Linked DNA regions of Mus musculus: regions 1, 2 and 4 are each linked to region 3. Evidence: chromatin contacts called from public ChIA-PET and HiChIP or PLAC-seq data. All regions are on one chromosome and are shown on one strand. Each heading gives the region's core, a stretch centred on a gene start, on an enhancer-like site or on the middle of the called end of the contact. The rest is flanking DNA. Distances are from core to core; before and after follow the strand shown.

Region 1 (2,724 bases), core at 69-2,568, 400 kb after region 3:
TGAGCCCCTCCCCCACATTCAACCTCTACTTTAGAAAGAATATATTTCCTTTCCTCACATCTAAAGCAATTAGCAGTATGACTTATCAGTCCTGCCATTTGCTATTTGTTTTTCTTTTTACCTCAAAAATTATCTTTCCTCATTTAAATCTTATTCTTCTTACATTTTATTACATTATCATTATCTCTTGATCAGTAGTCCATCTATCTATGGCTTTTGGATGTTGTTTTTATCAATTTCTCTAGGGATTATGACATAGTTCTTTATCACAGTTTATTTTAAATTAATATTGAAATATTTTGAGAAAATGTAGAGATTTTTTTTTTTTTTTTTAGAATTATTTATTTATTATATGTAAGTACACTGTAGTTGTCTTCAGATACACCAGAAGAGGGCATCAGATCTCATTACGGGTGGTTGTGAGCCACCATGTGGTTGCTGGGATTTGAACTTCGGACCTTCGGAAGAGCAGTCGGGTGCTCTTACCCACTGAGCCATCTCACCAGCCCGAGATTTTTGAAATAGCACATTTCCTTTAATTCTCTTGCTCTTAGTCACATTTATGTATGCTATAAGCCTATTTTCCTAATTAGTTTTAATTGTAAATGTGACAAAGTCTAAAGTCACTTAAGACAGAAATTTCCACTGAGGCATTGCCTAGATCAGATTGGCCTGAGAGATTATGTTGATTGTTAATTGACGCAGCAGCATCTAACCCACTGTGGACAGCACCATTCCCTAGGCAAGCAGTTCTAGGCCTTATTAGAAAGCTAACTGAGCATGAACCCGTAAGCAAGCCAGCAAGCAGCTTTCCTCCATTGCCTCTGCCTCAGTTTCTGCTAGAGTTCCTGCTTGACTTCTCACAGTGATGGGCTATAAAATGAAATAAACCCATCACTATTCTAAGTTGCTTATTGATCATGGTGTTTGCCATAGCAACAGAATAAAGCTAGATAAGAAACAGATATAATACTATAATTTGTGCTTAAAATAGTTCCATATATTTAAAAAAAATAGAAAAGATTTGTTATGGCTAAGTTGTGATACATTGAAGTTTAAATCTTGACATTTTAGAAGAATGTATATTTCAAGTCTTCAGTGTGGCATAAGTTAAGATGAAGTTATTTTGGTAGTTCCTAATCTAGCATGAACTTTTCCAAGTAGAGGAGACCCACATACACAGAAATCAGACCATGTAGACACACAAGGGAGAGGAGAGTCATGTTCTCTTACCACAAACCAATCCTATCACGCCACCATCATGAACTCTGAGCTCAGAACTGTGAGAAATGTCTGTTCCTGTCATTAAAGCCTCCCAGTCTATGGTAGTTTATTTTGGCAGCCCTCTCTTGCTGACACAGCTCCCATGTTTACCCCACCTATCTGCTATCTCTGGGTTTGATCATTTTTCTGGTGGTACTGGGCGTGTCACACAGGTAACATGTGCTAAGCCACACTCCACAGTTGTCCTCATCCCTTTGATGGATCCTGGTGGCACCCACTGTCATTTCTGCTCAGCATGAAGAATTGCTTTAGCTTTTCTTCTGGTGCAGATGCACTTATGTTAAATTTATTTTTTGTTTATCTAACAGTGTCTTTATTTTCTCTTCACTTTGGGAGTATGTTGTTGCTGGCTGTTGAACTCTTAAAGAGAAGCACATTAAATGTATCTTTCCATCGTTTTCTGGATTTGATTTAGAAGGAGCAAATCATTTATCTGTCATTATTTCCCTGGTGGGATGCATCTCTTACTTAATTTCTGTGTGCGTGTGCATAGTGTATGAATCTGTGCATATGTGTGAATGTGTGAGTGTACATGTATGTACATGTGTGTGTATGTATGCATTTGTATGTATGTGTGTGCATATGTATGCATGTATGTTTGTGCATGGTGTGTGTATGTGTGAATATGTGTGTATGTGTGACTGTGTGTGCATGTCTGTGTATATGATATGTATATGTACATTGTGTCTGTATGTGTGGGCATAATATGGGTGTACATGGTGTCTGTGTAGATGATGTGTGTGTATAGAGTATACATGTACATTGTGTGTGTGCATGTGTGTATATGATGTGTGTGTGCATATATATGTGTGCATGTTTGGGGTTGATATGTGTTTATACTGTGTCTGTCTATGTTATGGGTTATAGTATATACACATATGCATTATGTGTGTGTGCATGGTGTGTGTGTGTATGATGTGTGTGTATAGTGTATATATGTGCATTGTATGTGTGTATGGTGTATGTATGTGTGAGCATGATATGTGTGTACATGGTGTCTGTGTGTGATGTGTGCATGGTGTATATATGTACATTATGTGCATTGCATGGTGTTTATAGTGTTTTGTGGGAAAGTGAGTGTACATATATGTGCATGTGAAGAACAGGATAACTCTGAGTGTTGGTCCTTGTGTTCTATCTTGTTTGAGACAGAGCCTTTCTTGTTCACCACTGTGTAAACCAGGGTAGCACAAGCTCCCAGGGACTCTTTGGTTTGCACTAGGATGAGAGATGCATATTACTGTGTCTGATGATGACTGAACTCCTCACTCTGTATAGCAGGTGCTTTACACACTGCCATCTTGCTGACCTTGGTTATTCAACTTGGCTTCCAAACTTTCCTCTTAGCTTTTAGCAATCTATGGTAATTTTAGAATGGTTTTATATCTATTCTGCCTTGGATTTGTTGAACTTTTTGCCTATTAATATTTTCTATAAAAT
Region 2 (2,700 bases), core at 199-2,698, 260 kb after region 3:
GAAAAATATATACATATACATACACACACTTTAGAAAAACATGGTATGGATTTAGCATCCTAATGAGCAAAAGGAAAAAATTCCAGGCCATATAAATCTGGTGATAAAATTTAGTAAGTAAAATAAATGTATGTCAGAAAGAAAGCAAGGCATCTTGACCTTCAACAGTGCAACTTTCACTAAGCACTCGAAAACGAAGTAGTATCTCTCTCTCCAAGAGAAACCAACTAACCTGTGTGGGTCCTTCTGTGTCTCTGAAGCTCATCGCTCCTTGTGAATCTTTTGCCACAAAACATCCAGTTGCATATGAACGGTCTTTCTCCAGTGTGCCATCGGAGATGTGCTCGGAGGTGAGAGGTCTTGCCATATACTTTCCCACACCCTTCAATGTGGCAAACATGCTGCTTCTTCTTTCCTGGTTCACTGCTGCCCCTAACAGAACAAAACCAATACCATTATACCCTAAACTCAGCTTCTATCTGTGCCAAAAACACAGGTAGGCCATCTACATGATTAGAAAATGCTTTTCTGAGTATGTCTGAACAAAAACACATGAGAAATTTTTTCATTAAGGAAAAAAAAATCAAATATGGTCATGTACTATATAAACACTTATATGAAAATGTGGTAAGCTTCAGAATTTATGTCTACTACATAGCTCAGACTGCCTGTACTAGCTATAATGTTGCAGTTATCCTCATATTCACGATTTCCCTGTCACAGACTCCCTATTGTTGGAGTTGTAGGCATGCTACCCACAGGTAGGAAAGAAAACAAACCTCTTGAGAATTATCCTCTAAATATCAAAAAGATAGTTAAAATATACCGTGCACACCTTTAATCCTAGCACTTGGGAGGCAGAGACAGGCAAATTTCTGAGTTTGAGGCCAGCCTGGTCTACAGAGTGAGTTCCAGAACAGCCAGGGAAACCCTGTCTTGGGGGGCGGGGGGAATACGGTTCTAAGATTCACTTGTAGAGCAGGTCAGTGTGACAAGGAATTCCATGAACCCCTCCCAGCAAAACTAATAAATTATAAATCTACCTCCCAATACACTATTCAAAAATCTCTGGTCATAGTCCTAAAAACTAATAACAGCAAAAACTAATATTCTCTCTGAAATCTAAAGTATGTAACAATGGAGTCTATAGATCTAAGACTAACTCCTTTTCTTCCTTTCCACCTCCATGACAAAGGAGAGTTACAGAACAGTACAGCCATGAGGGCTTCCTCCCTCCAGCCTCTTCCAGAGAGGGGCAGGGCACAGTGCTTCTCATTCTACTGCCTGTTGCTGAGGCTGAGCTCCTGTTGAGTGTGGCTAAAAGGCACCCAGTGCCCAACTTACTGAACTCTGCAGTAATTGTGACTGATGAAAATGATATGGCCTAGGTGTTTCCTGACCTTCATGCACAGTTCATAAATTAGAGCTGCCAAGCCGGAAGAGGCAAGGTTAAGAAAATGTGAGCCTATTGTCCCTGCCTCCAAGCACTCAGCTGTTACATCAGGTAGCACTCTACCACACTTGCCACTTAAAAGCCCCAATTCTAGCTAGAATGAACTCCAATCTCAAAGAAACTGACCATCTGTAACCATCTGTAAGAAAGCTGAAGTTTAACTGAAGGGCTTGTTTTTAAAAGGAAACCACTGTTGCAAAGGCACCTGAGGGAAAGATACAGCGTTACTCGAGATAAGGCAAAACCACAGGTTGGTGAATCTGTGAAAAGAAGCACAGGTAGACAGGGAGAGTGAGCTTTGAGATCGGAAAAAAACATATGCTCCCAGAAGTCAACAAAGCAATAAAGCTTCAGCTAAACTAACCAAGACAAAAAGACTCAATTACCCCACTCACAAATAAAAATCATTATCAATCTCATGAAAATAAAAGGGCTCTTAGAGGAGCATTAAGTGTCACCAACCACCTAGGCTGACACATCTTAAACAGAAAATTTGAAAAACAAACAAGCAAAGACAAATGGTCAAAGTAAATCTGTAACAAAAAGAACTAGTCAGAAAAAAAACTACAAAGCGGAGAGTCAAATAGCTTTTCTCGTGAAATCCCTTTCCCCTGTATGTATAAGTTTTTGCTTGTTTTGAGACAAGGTCTCACTATACAGCACTGACTGTCCTGGAATTCATTAAGTAAACCAGATTGGCCTAAAAGAGAACCAACTGACTCTGCTACCTAGTGCTTGGGATAAAGGTTTGTACTATTATAATCACCTCCTGCTCAGTGTGTGTGTGTGTGTGTGTGTGTGTGTGTGTGTGTGTGTGTGTGTGTGTGAACTTTTTCAAGCTTTTCAAAGACTTGTTCAAAGAAGAAAACTACAGGGAACACTTCCCAATTCACTTGAAGGCCAATATACAAGAAAAGTAGAGACAAGCACCTCATGAACACATATGAAGAGAATCCTCAACATCAGCAAACTAAGCAGTGTATGGCACATGCTTATGATGCCAGCATTCCCCAGAGACAGAGACACAAGAGAGGCTGGCAGAGAGAGGGAGGGGGAAAGGAGGGGGAAAAGGGTGCAGCAGACAAAATCCAGTCACTTATAAAGAGAATTATACACCATAACCAGGAGGGTTTTACCATACATATGCAAAAATCCTTTGACTTGTAACAACTATACAGATTTTTTAAAAGCTCATAATTATTATAATAAATGCAATAAAGTGTTAGGCATTAAAAACCCTTTATGAT
Region 3 (2,719 bases), core at 10-2,509:
TGAACCAAGGAAACTAGAAATCTGCTAGTAGTATGTGGCATTGATTCCTGTAGAATCAGAACTTCCAACCTCTCTTCTCAGCTGTTGGAAGATAAGATGATGCCCCAGTATTTCAACAACATTAAAGAACCTGAAGATTGTCCTAGGGGCTGGGAGTAACACTTAACACTACTTTTATCATAACTAATGGCTCTCTAGATGTGCAGATCTAATTCCTACCCCCCCCCCAACTTCAGAAGACTTGACTTTTCTTTTCTTTTCTTTTCTTTTCTTTTCTCTTTTCTCTTTTCTCTTTTCTCTTTTCTTTTCTTTTCTTTTCGTTTCTTTTCTTTTCTTTTTTCTTGTTTCCTTGTGCGTGTACTTGTCACATGATTGTGGAAGAGAGAAGGAGAGAGGAGGCAGGCATGTGCTCCCACCCCAGATGTGTTTGCCATGTTAAATGTTGCTTCCCCCTGCAGTCCAGTGATCAACAGATTCATAGACATGTTTAGGGGAGAAAGAAAACCTGTATGCAGCAGTGAATGCTTTTCACCACTCCCAAGCTACACACACCCATAGGGTTACGCCCTTTTTAAGGAGACGCAAAGGAAAAATAACATGCCACGCAATAAAGACAGCGGCATAGTAACCGTCAATCTCATAAACATACCCAGACTCTAACCATCTGGCCACCCGAGGACACGCTATTTAACAAAGTGCCATAATGTTTCTTTGGATGTGGGTGATCATGGCTCCTGGAGTAAGGGAGAGGGTGAGAACTTACGACATTACTTAAGTGTCCCCAATCAATTTTGGCTTAGAGAGAGCCACTTCCACTAATTCTGGGTCTATTCTAGGCACTCCCACCTTATTGCTCAATGGGAGGTGAGGGCAAAGCTCTCTGGGAGTCACATTCTAACACAATCTCTCTAATCAGAAAGGATCCTGGCCTCAACTCCACTGGGAAATCGGAAGGCTTGATTCAGTTGCTTTCTTTATTCTTCAAACCTACTTTTTTCACACAGACATTTAAAAACGTATTTGGAGATACCAAACTCATCAAGAAGTGACAAAGATAACTTATAACCCCATAAGGCCAGAATCCCACCCCCAACAATGCACAAAACCCAGATACAATGAAAAGCAACATAAAAGAAGAGATACATATTTGATACAGAGATTGCGAAACTGAAAGTGGCTGACCGAGCTTCCTGCCAATAGTGTACTGAGACTTGTGCACGCTGGGTACCTACCTCAGGCTGACGCAACGTACCTCAATCCCCTCAATTTCTTCGATGAACCTCCTGCTGACTGAGACCAGAGCCTCCTGTGGCCATTCATGAAACCAGTCAATAGCTGTGCAGTTAACTATGGCTGGGAACTTCCGGGCTCTAACTCGCAGTGTGTGGCCAACCGGTGAGAAACAAAAAACCATCTGTAGGGGTGAGGGGGGACAGGTCAGAAACAACAGAGGGATGAGTGTGCCAAGCAGTACACTGAAGTCTCAGACAATGAGGAAGGGGGCAAGGCCAGACACACTAATCAGCTACCCCAGCCCAGGCAGCAAGGTGCAAGGTAGCATTGACTTTCAGAGTGGCGGTGCCACAGGGCAGGCAGAAGTACAGTTGTGCTTTCCTCAAAATGTGGCCCCTCTTCTCTCAAGCATAGCTCATGATTCCCTTTGGGAGTGGGACATTTTACTTGTTCCCTAACACAAGCCACATAAAAATAAGTCACCATGATCGTCAACATTTCTACCTGCAAATTCCTTCTGTTACATGATTCAGTAGGTTTCACAAAGCTGAAATACCTTTTCAACGCAAAGTATAAAACAATAAAATAAAGCCAGATTTATCATCACAAATGACATCAATTTCTGTTTGCATTTAAAATAAAAAGTATCTTCTTTAGTTCTCACCTGAGATTTTTCAGAGAAAAATTTAAAACTTGGGTAGCATGTTTCTGCTAAGAAAAGTTTTTTTCTTACTAGCTAATGATTTAAAAGTTAATTAATATCTGAATAAGCCATTGTTCTGTGTTTGGGATCTGCCAGGGATCAGTTCCAGGATCCCTAACATACCCACAGGTTTTCCAAACACTTATATGAAAAGTATATTGCTTTCACAGGTCAAACCTATTATCCTTCAACCACCTATTAGTCCTTCCTGTTAGGATTACTTATTGCCCCTAAGACAAGGTAAACAGTGTAGGGAGTTGTTATTCTGTGCTATTTAGGGAATCAAGACAATAAAAAGAAGTATGTACACACTCGGTACGGTTATATGCACACTCCGTACAGTTGTGTTCCTCTTCAAATATTTTCACTGCACAGCTGGTGGGATTCATGGATGGGGACATGACAGTCAGAGGATCCAGTCGTGTATTTGTATACTCTCTCTAGACACAGGGATTCATCGGTAGAGCCTGAGGTTGGTTGCAATATCATGTCACAGACAGTGGATGGGAGGAACTCTTCATTGTCAGCACAGTAGGTGTGACCATTCAAGGGTCCTGAGCTTTAGAGGACCACCATTAGAAGTGTAAGCTCAGGGAAAGCATGAAGACACAGGAGACTGCAAGGATTCATTATGCACCCCCATCCCTGCCACCACTGCTATATACTTGAAAACTAGGTTATCTGTCAGCTGGGAAAGGCCCGAGTGGACAGTATCTCTTTTCTCTTCTTAGGACAGGTTGATGGTAGAAAATGAGACCCTCCTGGTTCCAAGGCTGAGCTCAA
Region 4 (2,700 bases), core at 84-2,583, 420 kb after region 3:
TTTCTGAGTTTCAGCAGTTTGACCATAACAAACTTCTCTGTGATTCTTCTAGGTTCTAGGCTTTGTAGGTTAGAGCTTTTGATCAAATTGAGGAATTCCCAGGCACTATATCTTCAAATATATTTCTACCCTTTTCTCACCAGTCTTGCTGGGACTCTTGTGACACACAATTCAGCTGTTTGTTTCTGTAGACTTGCTTCTGACACTGCTGGGTTTTGGTGTGTCCTTGGGTGGGATGACCCTTCTGTGGCTGCAACTCCAACTCCATCATTCTTCCTTTTACCTTCTCAAGTTGCTGTCCAACTTATCTAGTAAATTCTTTATTTCCCTTAGTTGCATTTTTCAGCTCTTGTATTTCTTTGCAGTTCTTAAAGTAATTTAGATTGCAAGTGTGGGCATATCAGATAAGCTATGATATGTTTTGCTTGTCTTGGGGGAGCTGTGGTTACTTTTAGCAAACCACAGAGGGTATTTATTTCATATTTCCTCTCTTTATATAATTTTAGGGTTTCAGTTTTTGCCTGTCTTTCTAGAAGGTACAACTGTGTCTGTGTAACTCAGTGGTTAGCCATTGGTTTAATAGAATTGTGTTAAAACTCCCCAAGCTTCTTCTCTTTTGCTCTCCTTATAGGTCTTGAGTAGAATGAGGACAAGCTTTTGAATGTCTCAGCTCAGTCTTGGCTTATATTTGTGAGCTCTTCTCAGTTTCCTCTAGCAGGACTGGTATTCAATGACCCCATAATAATGATTCACTTCTTCCTAACACATTTTAGCGTTAGTACTTAATATTTGTTATGAGAAGTCTACGCTTCTGTTCGCTTTTCACATAGTTTCTTAAAACCTCAGAATAGAACCTTGAGAATCAAAATAAATGCAGGTGTAATCAGTCAGGTCGAGGTCGACCAGAGTAAGCCGTGTTACTGATCCAACATGACTCCTATCTTAAAAAAAAAAAAAAAAAAAAAAGTAAGCGTGTCATACAAACAGAGACAACAAATAACGGTGCCCTGAGAAGACTGATTCGAAGGAGTGATACATCTATGTTCAAACCAAGGACCACCTGGGGCTGATGTTCTAGTTTGGTTTCTGTTACTATTGATAAAACACAACTTTGGGGGGACAAAGGGTTAATTTGACTTCAACTTACATTTCTTTATCAAGTACAGCCAAGGCAGGAATGTCAGGTATAAACCTGGAGGCAGGAACTGAAGCTGAGAACACAGAAGAATGCTGCTCAGGGGCCATGGTTTGCTCAATCTGCTTTCCTATACGACTCAGAATGGAGGCAGCACCACCCACAGTGGGCTAGACTCTCCAGCATCACTCATTAGTCAAGAAAATACTCCAGCAGATACGCCCACAGGACAAGGTGATAGCGACAACTCACTGACTGAGTTCCTCTTACCAGATGTCTGTAGCAACTAGGGCAGTTACCGGGAAGTAGAAAGAGGCAAAGAAGAATTCCCAGATAAGCCTCAGAGACGCATAGCCTGCTGATGCCTTGATTTTTCTCAGGACTTGGCATGATAGATCACAGCTGTCAGGGGCTTTGTCATGGCATCTTAGGAAGCCGACACCTGGACCCTGACCAACCTAGCTTCCTCTTTTACCCTTACTTGTTTTTCATGCAGAAATCTGTTCATGCAGAACTACCTTCCTCCTAGGTTTACAGTGTTAGAGGAGGAAACCAACGGAAGCAAGGAATGTGTTTATTGCTTTTCTAAAGCTGAATGTCCAGTGATTGCTGGCTTTAAACTGACATGAAGGTCAGAATATATATCTGAGCACAAGCCCATGGCACACAGCTCCCCAAAGCTGCCAAAACAATATTGGTAATTATAATTGAGCAAAGTCCTGTGGCTGTGAATCAGCCTTTCATGCAGTTGCTCACTGGCTCTCATTCTTTGCCCAGCATGCATGGCTCAAATCAGGGTAGATGAAATAGGCAACTCAGATTTTGTAATGGCAGGAAAAAGGAAGCCTTTTGTCATCAGTATTTTTCCTGCTCAGTCTCCTCAGTCATACAGAATCTGGCACCAGCCAGTGGAGGATTCTTACAATGCAGCTGTGTCTGGAAGCTATGTTGGCCAGACTTGTTTCCACTGACAAGTCAGATCAGACAATCACCACCAGGTTAGTGAGACCAAATCACGTCTGAACCTGAGCAGTGTTGATGCAGGCCACTGGGACCTCTCCATCTTCCTGTTCCTCCATATCTGCCCTCTAGCCTTAAAACCTTCCCCCTAAAAGAAAACAAAAATTAAAAATAAATAAAAATTTAAAATGTCACCGTGGAAACTGCAGTGTGTCTCACAATATACCCTTTTGCTCAAACAGCTTTAATTGCAAATGTTCATTGCAATGAGACATTGGTCTGTTTCTCTGGCTTCTGCTACACCATCAATCCTAAATGCTCAGTGGGACTCCTCTTGGGCATCCTGTTTTTGCATTGTGTCATGGAGATCCTACAGCTTTGAATATATAGGACAGGCCCCTTCACAAGCTTTAGCTGCTCATAGATGGGGTAAATGTTGGGGTGGGCCAACTCAAAGCCCTGGATCTGAGTCTGGATGGTAGCTGAGTTGGTTAGCATGCAACCATGGCCAGCTCTCCTGCTTTGCCCAGGTAAAGGGCTGAGATGGGTCTTCAACACTGCCTAAGCAAGGGATGGGGCCAGTTCTCCCTCTCTCATGTCCTCAG

The links. HiChIP or PLAC-seq counts read pairs in DNA pulled down with a chosen protein or histone mark. ChIA-PET counts read pairs in DNA pulled down with a chosen protein or histone mark.
Region 1: a CTCF HiChIP or PLAC-seq map of CD8 T cells shows a contact between it and region 3, with 7 read pairs. The contact joins two enhancer-like sites. A contact is called at or near these places in 2 of 15 datasets of contacts at CTCF or cohesin (CD8 T cells and pro-B cells), 1 of 484 Hi-C or Micro-C datasets (Th1 cells) and 1 of 115 datasets of contacts at active chromatin or transcription factors (CD8 T cells).
Region 2: a contact with region 3 is called in an RNA polymerase II ChIA-PET map of memory CD8 T cells, with 11 read pairs. The contact joins two enhancer-like sites. A contact is called at or near these places in 4 of 39 promoter capture datasets (hippocampal neurons, liver, pre-B cells and 1 more), 1 of 15 datasets of contacts at CTCF or cohesin (pro-B cells), 1 of 484 Hi-C or Micro-C datasets (nephron progenitors) and 3 of 115 datasets of contacts at active chromatin or transcription factors (embryonic basal ganglia, extraembryonic endoderm stem cells and memory CD8 T cells).
Region 4: an RNA polymerase II ChIA-PET map of memory CD8 T cells shows a contact between it and region 3, with 34 read pairs. The contact joins two enhancer-like sites. A contact is called at or near these places in 2 of 15 datasets of contacts at CTCF or cohesin (large pre-B cells and pro-B cells) and 4 of 115 datasets of contacts at active chromatin or transcription factors (effector CD8 T cells, embryonic basal ganglia, large pre-B cells and 1 more).

What each region holds. Positions count from the first base shown.
Region 1 is chr12:118,389,638-118,392,361 of GRCm38.p6, forward strand. No RefSeq gene overlaps it. Among named protein-coding and RNA genes, the nearest start is that of Sp4, 90 kb to the left of the region's middle. Within about 2 kb of position 1,319, at least 9 of the 459 cell types and tissues checked have an H3K27ac peak or open chromatin away from gene starts, as enhancers often do. A contact at or near this core is called in CD8 T cells and Th1 cells, where this site is marked.
Region 2 is chr12:118,254,178-118,256,877 of GRCm38.p6, forward strand. It overlaps Sp4 (trans-acting transcription factor 4), which reads right to left. Exons shown (of 6, transcript NM_009239.4): 5 at 233-432. Among named protein-coding and RNA genes, the nearest start is that of Sp4, 46 kb to the right of the region's middle. Within about 2 kb of position 1,449, at least 31 of the 459 cell types and tissues checked have an H3K27ac peak or open chromatin away from gene starts, as enhancers often do. A contact at or near this core is called in memory CD8 T cells, where this site is marked.
Region 3 is chr12:117,993,877-117,996,595 of GRCm38.p6, forward strand. It overlaps Dnah11 (dynein, axonemal, heavy chain 11), which reads right to left. Exons shown (of 82, transcript NM_010060.3): 55 at 1,253-1,414. Among named protein-coding and RNA genes, the nearest start is that of Cdca7l, 150 kb to the left of the region's middle. Within about 2 kb of position 1,260, at least 42 of the 459 cell types and tissues checked have an H3K27ac peak or open chromatin away from gene starts, as enhancers often do. A contact at or near this core is called in CD8 T cells, Th1 cells, memory CD8 T cells and 1 more, where this site is marked.
Region 4 is chr12:118,410,633-118,413,332 of GRCm38.p6, forward strand. No RefSeq gene overlaps it. Among named protein-coding and RNA genes, the nearest start is that of Gm25577, 93 kb to the right of the region's middle. Within about 2 kb of position 1,334, at least 24 of the 459 cell types and tissues checked have an H3K27ac peak or open chromatin away from gene starts, as enhancers often do. A contact at or near this core is called in memory CD8 T cells and pro-B cells, where this site is marked.